Linked DNA regions of Rattus norvegicus: all the other regions are linked to region 2. A link is a contact called in public Hi-C data. All regions are on one chromosome and are shown on one strand. Each heading gives the region's core, a stretch centred on a gene start, on an enhancer-like site or on the middle of the called end of the contact. The rest is flanking DNA. Distances are from core to core; before and after follow the strand shown. Region 1 overlaps Nsd3 (nuclear receptor binding SET domain protein 3). Region 2 overlaps LOC134482518 (a long non-coding RNA gene). Region 3 holds the start of Bag4 (BAG cochaperone 4).

Region 1 (4,642 bases), core at 1,420-3,919, 380 kb after region 2:
GTGCTGTCAAAGGCTGGGAGAGTCGATGTGGGGTAGGAATGAAGAATCTCATGCTGTCATTTGTTTATTTTTTTGCAAGGTACTATATTAGATGGTTGTATTATGTATTTTCTTGAGTTTTTTTTTTTAAAAGCAGTCTCATGTAGCCCAGGCTGCCCCCAAAGTTGCTGTGTAGCGGAGGATGATGTAAAACTTGTGATTCTCCTGCCTCCACCCTCTGCTGGAATTACAGTCATACACACCTGCTTTATGGATGTGGGAATGGATCCAGGCCTCTCTGCACGTAAGGCAAGCCAATGTGCTGTCCCCGAAGCCTGCCTATTGAGTATTTTCTCCGTGAGGAGACCCTGTGTCTGAGAAGAGTGCTCTGCTCTGAGAGCCATGTTCCAACCCTTGCTCTACGGCTTTTACCAGCGGAACCCTGTGGCCATAACTAGAGAAGCACGAACAGAGAATGGTGTTAGGTCAGCTTGTGCAGTTCCTTGGAACTTCCACCAGTCTGTTCCTGGGCATCGGGCAGGCCTTGTCAAAGAAGACTAAGTCAACTCCTGAAATAAAACAATTCCTGTGCATATCTAGGGCTCAAGAGCTTTCAGATGATGCCACACAAGAGTCATGGCTCTCCCGTTCTCTTCTCACAAGAGAGCAGTGTTTGAGATTAAGGACTTTTTACGTTTTTCTCTTTAAACTTTATTTCTTAATTTTAAATTGTTATATGTGTGCGTGGGGAGAGGGAGTACGCACATGCCTGCGGGTGCCCTTGGAGGCTTGTATGCCCTGGAGCTGAAGTTACAGGCAAGTCTCGACCTTGCTGAGGAGCGTTGGGAACTGGACTTGTCCTTTGTAAAGGCATCTGCAGTCTTCACTACTGAGTCACCCTGCAGCCCTAGGAGCTCTCACATTTGAGTCATTATTTCATCCACTAGTCAGATGACTTCAGCTAGGCCAGTGTTTTTACTTTAGTGCTAGAAAACTTGTTTATATTACTCTTAGTAATTTGAGAATCTAGAGTTTAAAAATCATTCATGTTTTGACTAAAAGCATAAATATTATTTTGTTATAAACCTTTTAAAATCTAATAACTTTTTTGAAGTATTCATTCATCTAGTAATATTTAATAATTTATTTGTTTGTTATTTATTTGAGGCAGGATCTCACTATGGAATTCTTTCTGACCTGGAACTCCTTGTTATAGACCAGGCTGTCCTAGAACTAGAACTGCCTGCCTCTTTCTCCCCTGAGCTGGAATTAAAGGTGTGCATTCTAAACCTGACTCAGATTTACCCTTTTATTTAAATGCCAGAACTTCGTGATTCTGTTTTTGTTTTTGTTTTTAAGATTTATTTATTTTATTTATATCAGTACACTGTCACTGTCTTTAGACATCAGAAGAGGGCATCAGATCCCATTACAGATGGTTGTGAGCCACCATGTGGTTGCTGGGAATTGACCTCAGGACCTCTGGAAGAGCAGTCAGTGCTCTTAACCTTTGAAGCCTCTCTCCAGCCCAACTTAGTGACTTTTTAAAAATCCATTCAAAGTTATGCTACTGTCACCACAACCTAGGAATTCTGTCAACTCCCCCCACCCCCCAAAGACATCTGACACCCAGTAGACATCACTTGGGATTCCCATACACCCTGAGGCTAGCTGTCAGTCAGTGCCTTCTCCTTAGGATCTTTGCCATTCTCCTGGCTTCTTTCACTCAGTATGATTTAGAGGTCTGTCCATGTTCTAGCATGTATCAGTACATTATCACTCTTTATTGCCAGATAGTATCCTGTTAGAGCATCTGGTATAGTTATAAAGTAGCTTCCTCTGTTCTTTTGAAAGCAAGACTCAGATTTTATTCTGCACATGATGCCTGTGAAGCACTCTGCTGCTTTGTGTCCAAGCCGTTTTGTACAGTTTATCTTGAGCATACATAGTAGTCATTGTTTTCTATATTGTTATCAGTCAGACTGGTAGCATTGGACAATATATTTATATTTTGTCCAACAATTTTTATACTATTAATAATAGTAACTCTTTGTGGGCGTGTATTGAAAGATATTTCTACCATATTTCTATTTTAAGTTGTATTTTATTGTTTAGTTCTCATTTTATTTTTTTATTTTATTTTATTTTATTTTTTGGAGCTGGGGACCGAACCCAGGGCCTTGCGCTTGCTAGGCAAGCGCTCTACCACTGAGCTAAATCCCCAACCCCTAGTTCTCATTTTAAGTTGAAATTAAATGCCTCTTCTATTTTAAAAATATTATGTATTAATTGGGGAAGGGCAAAACTCTGAGTGTAACTGACAGAACCTAAAAGATGTCCATAGTCTCAACTTCTATCTATGAAAGTATCTATCTATACTATTAAAGTTTGAGGTGGGCTTGGAGAGATGGCTCAGCGGTTACTAGAGAACCGGGGTTCGATTCCCAGCACCTACACACACTCTCACTCCAGTTTCAGGGAATCTGCTGTTCTCTTCAGGCCTCCTCGAGCACCAGGCACTGGAGCATAGACATACATACTTGCAGACAAACCACCTACATACCATAGTTATAAAATAACATTTTATAATTCCTTTTCTCTGTGCATATTTGTAATTAATAGACTTGTAAATGAAGGTTATCTTTTTCCTGGGGAAGGCATTGTTTTAGTTTGTGAAGTATCTCACTGTGTTAACCAGGCTGGCCTGGGCCTTTGATATAACATGTACTTTTACTCTGTCTGTCTGTCCGTAGGTGTGCTACCTGTGCACACACACACCGAGCTGGAAGAGGACGTTGAGTGTCCTATTGTCTATCACTGTCAACCTGATTCCCTTTGAATCAGGATTTCTTTCTTTTCTTTTCTTTTTTTTTTTTTTTTTGGAGCTGGGGACTGAACTCAGGGCCTTGCGCTTCTTGCGCTTGCTAGGCAAACGCTCTACCACTGAGCTAAATCCCCAACCCCTGAATCAGGATTTCTTATTGAGTCTGCAGTTTATCTGATGGCCAGAAAACCTAGCCTTCGTCCTGTCCCCATTTCACAGCACTGGCTTACAGGCACGTGAGGTCATGCCTGGATTCTCACCCTGGTGCTGAGGAAATGACTCATGTCCTCATGCCTGTGCAGCCAGTGTGCTTATCTGCTGAGCCATCTTCTCTTTTCTCAGCCCCATGCCTCGTGCTTGCTTTTCTCCCCTCCTCCCTTCCCTCTCCCCTTCCTCTCTTCCCTCTCCCCCTCCTCCCTTCCCTCTCGCCCCCCCTCCCTCCTTCCCGTCCCTCCCCTTCTTCTCTTCTTTGTGACAGGGTCTCATTATGTAGTGTTGACTGGCCTGGAACTCGCAGAGATCTGCCTGCCTCTGCTTCCTGAGTGTCGATCAAACAGGTGCCACCTACAGCCTTCCCATGTTTACTTTTAACACCAACAATATTGTGAACATAGTTTTATTTAAAGACTGCTTGTGAGGGTGGGTGTTTTGCCTGCAGGTGTGTATGTGCACCCATTTGCGTGCCTGGTTCCTGGGGTGCAGGAAAGTATCCTATCCTTGGAGTGGGGTTGGTTGTAAGCCTCCATGTGGGTGCTGAAAAGTGGGTGCTCTTCCAGTCCTCTGCAAGAGCAGTGAGCCCTTACCCACTTTGCCTTCTTTGTAGCCCGACTTAAAAGACTTTCTTTTTGACTCTGGAGTTTTACTCAATGAGTCTTTGGGTGTAAAAGAAGGTTTGGGGCATCTTGGTAGTGAGGCGTGGCTTGTGCTGGTGCCATAACACATACTGGGTCAATGGAAACTTGATTTTGGAGTCGTGGACCTGCTTGACACCCGGCCATCGGCACCTGACCGCTGCAGTCTCCTCCACTTCAGCTCTGATGGAGCGAGCACAGACATGGTGCTGGGTACCTGAGCCTTGGTAGCACTGTGAAGGCACGAGCGATGGTCAGATCCAATGCTCTCTCTGTGCATCTTGTCTGTGCCACTGCAGGCGTAGCACAGCCAGATGCCTAAGTTCTTCATATGCTATGGTGACTTCTCAAACACCTGCCCACAGAGCACTGTCTTCCCCTGTGACTTCTTCATCTTCTTTCACTGCCACACCAGTACCATAAGCGGGACTTGGGTCGCTACATGGCTGGGTATGAAGATGCACATTCGGAACTGTGGTGCATGTGGCAGGCACTTTGGGGTGGGCAAGCAGCACCCCACCACCTTGTATTCCCGAAGTATGCCGGAAGCCTTCATGGCAGTCGGTCCTCATACTCCACCAGCCACACATGGGTTCAAAAAGGCCTGTTAAACATGCTTTTGTTTTTAATTCTGGGTGTGGGTGTGTGCATCTGAGTGCAGTGGCCACCCAGGCTAGAGGTCTGAGAGCCCCTGAGTAGCTGGAGTTAGGGGTGGTTATGAACTGCTGACATGGGTGCTGGGACACTCTAGCCCACTGAAGAGCCCTAAGTGCTCTCCACCTGCATTACTGCTCAATTTAAAAACATTTCTTCTAAAATACACCTTTGATGGAAAGCTTAGAAGGCTTAGTCAGCTGTTGAGAGACACGCGTGTTTGCTCCTTTAGTTTTCGTGTCTTCAGGATTTATTTTGTTTTGTTTTTACTTTTTGCTTTTTCTGACTGTGGATAAGATTGAACCCAGGGCCCCTGGGCTCTGACAGGGGCTAC
Region 2 (4,128 bases), core at 1,085-3,584:
AGAGAGAGAGCGCGCGCTCTGTAGCATTTCGTAAATAAATATTTACCAGGGATGCAGCATGGCTCAGTGCTGGCCCCTGCAATCTTAGCACAGGATCACAAGTCTAAAAAAATGTGTTAACTCCACCTATTCCAGAACTCATTTCCTTCCATAGAACATTCTGTCTTGGCTCTGTGACCCATTCAGGCCAGCTTTTTCTCAAGAGTCCTCCTTTACAAAAACACAAAAAGCCGCCACCACCACAGTTCCTCCTACCTTGTCTGACTGGCCTACAAGATCATCCAAGGCCTGGAGCCTCAGACAAACAGGTCGGGTGTTTATGAGCCGGTCATGTAAGGTCTCTCCCTTTCTTTAGATCGCTCACCGGCAGAGGCTGCCCATCCCTCCCGGGGCTTTGGTAAGAGCTGTATGAACTGACCTGTGTGGTTGCAACTCTGCAAACCAACTCATTTGCAGTCCCGGCAAAGCCCTGTCTGCTCAGGTCAGTAGTTCTGTAAAGGGTCAGAACTTCTTTTCAACCAAAAACCTTTTCTTCAAGCAAGACAAAGTCGCAGCTTCTGGGCTGAAACTTACAAGAGGAGGTTACGGGACACCAGATGCCTCTGCTTTCGTGAAGGAATCGTCACAGAGAACACAGTTCTTGCATCATGACCAAGAGATGCACATTTGTGAGGTGTGTGAAGGGTGCCCTGGAACTTGGTGTGAATTGCTGGCTTTAGTCACACTCTGCTGGCCAGTGAACATGCACAGCCCCGACAGCAGGTCCTGACCCTAACCAGGCACTCGGGACACCTTGCAGAACTCCCGCTTCTGCACTGGGAGTGATGGCCGAACCCCTCTACAGGAAGCCTGCATACTGCAGCATCCAAGACGAGCACATTGCATTGCTCACCTGCTTTATAGTAAAATAATGTTTACCACCAGTGCCCCTCACAACGCCTCTGTGAGGCCGGGCTCTTATTAGCCAATGTTAGAGAGGTAGAGAGCAACGAACTGTCCAGAGTCAGCAACTGGTTGGAACCTGTTGGCATTTCGTCTAGGCTCCACCCCACAGTTACCTGGCAACAGCCAGGTGTGCCTGACTCACTAGAAAAGGGGCTGCTTGCCCCCTCCTCACTCTCTTGCTCTCTTCTCTTCTTCTCTTACTCTCTATCGCTTACCCTCTTCTCCCCATTCCCCTTCCTCCCTCTCTCTCTCTCTCTCTCTCTCTCTCTCTCTCTCTCTCTCTCTCTCTCTCTCTCTGCCTTTCTCTGCCTCCACTACCTCAACTCCCTTCCCCATGCCCTAAATAAACTATTAGGGGGAAGGAATGCCCGGCAGTGGCACACCCTTCCCCCACACCATACCACGCCCCCACCAAACCTTCTTATCTTTTTATAAAACATAACAGAACCCAGGTTTAAACCCCGGGCTTCCTAGTTTCTGAACTCAGCAGTTTGGACATGAGACCCTCCCTCTCAGGCTCATCGGTCACCTGTAAATCAGAAATTATGATGACGGCTGGCGTCTGCCTCCTTTTTTTTTTTTTCCTTTTTTTTCCCCCCGGAGCTGAGGACCGAACCCAAGGCCTTGCGCTTGCTAGGCAAGCGCTCTACCACTGAGCTAAATCCCCAACCCCTGGCATCCTTTAGACTATCTGGTGGCACACGGTACTTGTTGATAACCAGTCGGTAGGTTCTGACCGTTTAGTTCAGACCCCTTACTCATTTAGTTAACCTGTTAGAGAACAAGGCAAGGCAAGGCGAGGTGTGGCCAAAGGGCAAAATGTGTGATAAAGAGCAGAGAGTTTCGGAACCGGAGAAAGGCATCCGAAAGGTGCCTTACTTACTTCCTACCCTCCTCGGCTGTGGAAGAAGGCGCCTGAGTACCTCAGGGCACACTGACCCAGGACCACGGATGGGAGGAAGAGGATCATCCTCCGACCAGAAACACCCACGGTTCAGGCCTGGGGGAAGAGCCAGGCTCTGGTTAATCAGGGCCCTTTCTAGCCAGCCCCTTCTCTGAATGTACTCAGAGCTGACCGTACTTATGGATGCGTTTGGCCAAGTCAGACACTAGGGGGACGCAGGAGACAGCTTCATTTGACACAACTTATCTCCTAGAGTGGCCAGTAACGCTCTCTACTCAAACAGCGGTTTAAAAACGTTCTCACCTTTCCCGAGATAGCCTTGCGGCCACCCACGCTAGTAGGATGCTGCTGAACCCAGTGAAATGCCCCCAGTGCACAAGGCTCCTACCTGTCGGTCCGCAGCGGCTCGCCCCACCTGCTGCGAGGACTGGCTGGCAGGCACTCCCTCCTCCACCAGCCCTGGGGCACAGGGAAAAGGATGTTTTGTAACTTTTGGCTAGACCTTCCAGAGGCCGGACAGGAAATGTCCTCTGGGACATGGAGCTCAAGGAGTAATCTCGGGTCTTCCTGGAAGCTACTTGCAATAACTGGTATTTAAATCGCTTTGCTGCTGCCTCCCCTTTTTCCTTTCCCTACCCCCACTCTCCCCTCTTTCCCTCTCCGTCATGTACTGAAAATATTTTCCTCTGGATGAACTTGGCTCCAGAACGCTCTCCTTGTGAAAGACTTTCTCATGTTACAGAATTTAGTTTTAAAAATAAATAAATAAATCCAGAGCTTCCTCCCCGACCCCTGAACTTTTTTACTGGGAACATTTTTTTGATAGAATTTTTTTTTAAACCCTGACCCTTTGGATTCCAAGCAAACGCACGCCCACATCCCTCTTATTGGTCCCACCCTTCTTTCTTTCCGGAGGAAAACCAACAACAGCTGGGAGAAGACAGCCTTTTAATTGTGGGCGCCCAGTTGAGCCCTCTCCTGTTGGGGCGACCACCCTGTAGCCTGTATGGAGTGCAGTAAGAGGTACCCAAGGAAACAGAACTGGTTACCTTTCCAACCTATTATCTATCTCCTCTGGCACGCAGGGACAGACCCGGGGTCGCACAGGTCTGAGGGGCCCGTCAGAAGATTTGGTTGTTGGTAACCATCTTTAGCCTTTCTGTGAATGGTCACGCCACAAACTGGAAACTTTTAGATCAACTGACCTGCAGGGAAACTCAGCAATTCTCAGAGCTGATGGGGATGTGTTTGCAGTCAGGACATGGGCTATCTCGTCTATCCTTTGTCTGAGCAGAAAGCAGGTAATAAACTGATAACGTAAGCAAGACTGTAAGAAAGGGTATTTTTTAACAAGTCATCAGGTTAGAGATTTTCCTTTAGGAGAAAATTTTATTTAATGTATTTTAACTGATACATAAGGCGTAGAAACTATAATATGTGGCAATAAAATTTAACCCCCATTATTAAAAGTATTTAATTAGGGCCTGGAGAGGAGGCTCAGAGGTTAAGAGCACTTGCTGCTCTTAGGGAGGATTCTGGGTTGGCTCCCAGCACCTACATGGTGGCTCACAACTGCCTGAAACTCCAGTTCTAGAGGATATAATGCCCTCTTCTGGCCACTGAGGGCATTGCAACAGTGCACAGATAGTCATGCAGGAAAACATCTACACAAAAATAAAACTTTGAAAAGTAATTAAGTACCGATTCTATGTTTTAATATATTAAACCACAGCAGCAAAATCAACATAGAGAATACTTATTACTCTGCCTCCGAGAGCATTTGATCTCTCTGGTCCACCCACCTCAGGCTGCTCACAACTACACCTCTGCCTTCCTGGGATTCAACACCATCTTCTGGTCTATGACCCAGCACTGACCAAGTACCTACTATGTGTGTCAGGCTGGCCTATAACCCAGCACCGATCAAGTACCTACTATGTGTGCCAGACTGACCTATGACCCAGCACTGATCATATACCTACTATGTGTGTCAGGCTGGCCTATGACCCAGCACTGACCAAGTACCTACTATGTGTGTCAGGCTGGCCTATGACCCAGCACTGATCATACACCTACTATGTGTGTCAGGCTGGCCTATGACCCAGCACTGACCAAGTATCTACTATGTGTGTCAGGCTGGCCTATGACTGAGCACTGATCATGTACCTACAATGTGTGCCAGGTCTGTTAGGAAATTTCTCAGAAAACAAATTTTTCAACATCACAATTATATCAAGTATTATTACATTTTGTCTTTTAAGGTTTAGTTTATTTTAATT
Region 3 (4,512 bases), core at 743-3,242, 510 kb after region 2:
CACTGTATCACCTCAAAGCCCAGTTTTTCAACACTTTCTCCCAGTCCGCAACCCCAGCAGCCTACCAATTGCTTACTATGGGCACTACATGTAAAAGGAATCACACAATATGAGGTGCAATCTTTGTGACTAACTTCATCCACCAAGCATGATCTATTCAAGGTTCATTCCACGATGAAACAAATATGAGAGGATGGAGAGGGAGGGGGGGGAGGGGGGGAGGGAGAGAGAGAGAGAGAGAGAGAGATTGATTCATATCCTTCTAGATGTTATGTTCTAAAATGTAAGTCATGCTTGTTAATCCAGAAATCAGCTGATAACTATACAAGTTATTTCCATTTTTTGGCCATTATCATTAATGATGCTAAAAAGTATTAAATCTTTTTATGTGGACATGTTTTCCATGTTTCTGGTGTTGCTGCTGCTGTTGTTTGAGACAGGGTCTCACTATGTTGCCCTGGCTGTACTGGAACTTATTATGTCTATATGGACCAGGCTGGCTGGTCTGCTCCTGGGTGCTGGCATTAAACACACACACCACCCCTTGTTTTCCATTTCTTGAGTATACTTAAAAGTAGATCTGATAGATAAATTAATTCTGTCAGAAGTTTTATGAACAACCCAGCTGTTTTCCAAAGCCCTGTACTATTTCACAATCCTATCATGGATGTGTGAGAATTTTATAATTAATTTTCAGCAAATAAGAATGTTATTTATGAAGATCAAAAGATGTGTGCCACCATCCTAGAATGATAGCCCCATACAAGGAGAAAATAGAAATATATTTTTGGCATGTATGCAAGTAATAAAATGTTAAGGTCCAAACATACTAAGCAAGTTGATCTCTCAGGGCCTTCTTCATTCAGAAATTGGGAAGCATTAATAACATCTGTCTTGCAGTCTTGTGATGATTAAATAGAACATAAGGGTACTTTACAACATTGATTACTCCTGATTCAATTCCGGGCAGAGCTTTAGTGATAAGGAACTAAATGATCGGCCCGCCCCGTTCGGATCCGATCCCTTCCCCGCGGGAGGGGCTGCTGAGTAACGACTAGGGCTGCAGCTCCCCTAGCCACGCAGGATAAATTGTTACAGCCCAATCTCGCTAACCTACGCTCTCGGGAGAGAGATCCTGCTGCAGCCTGCTACTAAGCTTAGGAAGTCAGCGCAGAATAATTTTTCGGTTCGTTTCGTGGTAACAGGCACACTTACGATGGCTGAAGTAAAAACGAAGGGACAAATATATCCCCTCACATCTCCAGTCCTCGTCTCTGCACCCTCCCCAGAAGACGAACAAATCAGAAACCCGAGTCGTAACAAACCCTAAGTATAAACCCCTCAAATGTCCTCACCTCCGCCCAAGACTTCCCTACTGGAGCCCCGGAAAAGACTTGAAGGCTTACCTGGTGGCCTCCTCCAGCTCTGCTCGGTTCTGCCCAGGCGCCTCCAGAGGGGTAGTAGCCATCACCACCTGCGCCTTCTCCCGGCCAGGTGGTCTCGGCCGGGGCGCCCCCGCGCCCTCGCCAGGAAACCGGAGGCTGGGGAGGCTCCGGGCGAAGCGGATGGTATAAGGGCGGAGGTACGTGGACCGGGACATCGCCGCCCCCGGGCCCGTAGTAGCGGCCGTACGAAGGGCCGTCACTGGGGCCGTAGCCCGAGCGCCTCAGGGCCGACATGGGCTCCGCTGCCGCGAAGCGCTTCCCGCCCCCCACGGCCGTCCCATTGCGCAGGCGCCTGCGGGCCACAGGTATTGGCGGGCGGCGAAGGGGGTTAGGACGGCTACAGCCAATCCCGAGCCGGTCCCGCCCCTTGCACGCCGAGTGCCGAGCGGTCATGGACTGTACGGATCAACCCGGGCCTCGGAGCAGGAAAGCGAGGCGAGGGACAGCGCTTGTCACGAGTGAGGAAACGCCTATTCTCCGCCCTTCCGACCTGGACTTCACTTCACTGACTAGAAAGGAAGAAAACGTTGTCTGCGACCGAACGCCCGGCACGCCTTTTTCAGTGGATGGACAGGCGATACCGGAAGTGGGTGGGGTTACCTGAAACGCTTCCGGCGACTAGCGGTGTTTGAGTTGCAGGTGAGCGGCGGGTTCCCGTCCGCGTCCCGCCGACGGGCGATTGGACGCCCTCGCGGCCGTCCAGTGCAGCCTTGCGAGAGCTCAAAATGAACTATATGCCCGGCACCGCCAGCCTCATCGAGGACATCGACAGTGAGTACCTACTTCTCCCTCGGGGGGAGCCTGGTGTGGGACCCTTTCCCGAGTGGGCATCCCTTGAGAAGGAGTTTCGAGAGAGATCTCTGGGCCGGGGCGGGGTGGTCTGCCTTCATAGCCTCGAAGCCCATTCCCAACCTACCTCCTCTGTCCTTGAGCTGGTGACACCTCCCCGCCCCCCAAACTGTGAAACTCTTTCTGAGGGGCGCAGCATCCGACTTGTGAACGTGAAGTGGCCCAGGCGACTTCGTTCGCGTGCCCTGCCCTTCACTGCAGCATTTCAAAGTTATATTTGACGATGGATGGATGGAGAATGCTTATAGGAAGGACTCACCAACACAGAAAATGTTAAGACAACAGCAGTTGAACTTAATTAGAAGTAAACGCAGGCTTACTGCTATATAGCCAGTTTGCGGTCTTCTATTCCTATGAGGGTCATTAGCACTTTCAGATTAAAGTTAGAGAGACAGGTGTCGGAGGTAATAACCTGCTTTTCTGCAAATGCTAAGTCACCTCAAACTTACTGTTTTCTGTTCGACAGTTTTGCTTTTACTAAAAGAAGGTCAGTCCTGTACAGACCAAGAGGTTACAATTTCGTGTTTTTTGAAGGTTTAATTTTATTTGTTGTGTATTCATATCGTGTCTACATGTAATTAAACCACGTGCATATTGGTACCCAAGAAGCCACATGGCCTTCTCTTCTTTGGATCTTCTGGAATTTGGAGTTACAGACAGAGTTACAGAGTCACAGTGTGGGTGCTGAGAAAGAATCTCAGATCTTCTTCTGCAAGAGCAACAAGTGCTCTTCTGAACCATCTCTCCAGCCCCCACTTTCATGTTCTCCTTTAAAGTCTTACCTGTGTATGATTCCTCGAACAGAACTTTTAAAGCAGCGTTAAAAAAAAAATGTATATGATTGTGCACTGTTTGCTTGCCTGGTGCTGGAGAGACCAGAAAAGGATTCTGGGAATCAAACCTGGGTCCTCTGGAAGAACAGCCAGTGCTCTTAAGCACCGAGCCATCTCTCTGCTCTGTAGTCAGCATTTTAAAAGGATTCTCCCCACCCCCCCCAGCTGGGGACCGAACCCACGGCCTTGCGCTTGCTAGACAAGCACTCTACCCTTGCGAAATCCCCAACCCTTGTAGTCAGCATTTTAAAATCATTTTAATCCTGTGACTTTTCAAAAGCAGTGATTTATTCAACTTCAAACAAGTACAAGGCTATAAATTTCCTGTGTGAGTTTGCAAATTAGAGAGCATCCATGATTGTGTTGACTGGGACAAATATAATAAACTTCGCTCATATGTTTATCTACAGATGTAGCTATTAATATATACACACACTATCCACTTTATAAGCATGAAGTGTAATGAAATATTCTTTTTACCTTCACCTTCCCTTAGCTATCTGAATTACCTGAAGCGTCTAACAACAAATCTGCCATTGTACTAAACGTGATTGTGTTCCCAAGCCTTCTCATACTTCTTTGTGGATCTCAGACCCTCTCCATTACTAAAAAAAAAAAAACAAAAAAAAAACCAAAAAAACAAACCATTTGATGTACACCCTTTAGTCCCCCATTCAGACACACATAGGAAGAGTGTCTGAACCAATTTTTATAGTTGTTCAAGGTTCTTGTTTTGAGAAGGGATCTCTATATAGTCCTGTCTAACCTAGAGTGCCCCTGCCTCTCGAATTGCTCTGATTTAAGGTGTGTGCCATCATGCCTGGCTCAGCTGTGCTTGTGTCTTTGTAGCTCATATATTTGCTCAGCCTTGTGTCTCCATCGACCTGCATCCCTTCGTGAGTGACTTCGCTCATTGCAGCTTTGACTCTGCGGACCATCTTTATAGTCTGGTTTTGCTGTAAGAAGTCTTAGGGGATTGTTGTCTTTCTATTGGCTTGGTTTCATTTTTTTAAAGGGCGGCTGCCAGGCTGGCCCCTTTAAATCACAGCATTCCTTCTGTCTCCGTCTAGAAAATTCTGGAGTTAGAAACTGTGTAGCGGTGGCTCTACTCCCAGCGCTCAGGAGGTAGAGGCAGGCAGATTTCTGAGTTCAAAGCCAGCCTGGTCTACAAAATGAGTTCCAGGACAGCCAGAGCTGTTACACAGTACATGTGTGCAGGATGCCAGAAGAGGGCATCAGATGTCCTGGAACTGGAGTTAGAAAAGAGCCGAACCTCATCTTGTACAAGAGAAGCAGTGTTCTTCACTGTTGAGCCGTTTCTCTAACCCCTCGAAGTTGTATTCATAGTCATAAAATGTAAGGCCTTCTTTTTAAGTTCTCTCCCC

The links. A called contact is a pair of places that touch in the nucleus more often than the background predicts.
Region 1: a Hi-C map of the A7r5 cell line shows a contact between it and region 2, with 5 times the contacts expected there. The contact joins two enhancer-like sites. A contact is called at or near these places in 2 of 12 Hi-C or Micro-C datasets (the A7r5 cell line and mammary epithelial cells).
Region 3: a Hi-C map of mammary epithelial cells shows a contact between it and region 2, with 3 times the contacts expected there. The contact joins the promoter of Bag4 here to the enhancer-like site in region 2. A contact is called at or near these places in 3 of 12 Hi-C or Micro-C datasets (Schwann cells, frontal cortex and mammary epithelial cells).

Annotation. Positions count from the first base shown.
Region 1 is chr16:73,116,753-73,121,394 of GRCr8, reverse strand. All of the region lies in intron 4 of Nsd3 (nuclear receptor binding SET domain protein 3), which reads left to right. Among named protein-coding and RNA genes, the nearest start is that of Nsd3, 49 kb to the left of the region's middle. Within about 2 kb of position 2,669, at least 3 of the 93 cell types and tissues checked have an H3K27ac peak or open chromatin away from gene starts, as enhancers often do.
Region 2 is chr16:73,499,072-73,503,199 of GRCr8, reverse strand. LOC134482518 (a long non-coding RNA gene) reads left to right here. Exons shown (of 3, transcript XR_010058740.1): 1 at 1-2,439; 2 at 2,935-3,150. Among named protein-coding and RNA genes, the nearest start is that of Tacc1, 47 kb to the left of the region's middle. Within about 2 kb of position 2,334, at least 12 of the 93 cell types and tissues checked have an H3K27ac peak or open chromatin away from gene starts, as enhancers often do.
Region 3 is chr16:72,988,887-72,993,398 of GRCr8, reverse strand. It overlaps Bag4 (BAG cochaperone 4), which reads right to left and starts at 1,992. Exons shown (of 5, transcript NM_001025130.1): 1 at 1,407-1,992. The coding sequence starts at 1,679. Lsm1 (LSM1 homolog, mRNA degradation associated) reads left to right here and starts at 1,818. Exons shown (of 4, transcript NM_001108876.1): 1 at 1,818-2,216. The coding sequence starts at 2,171.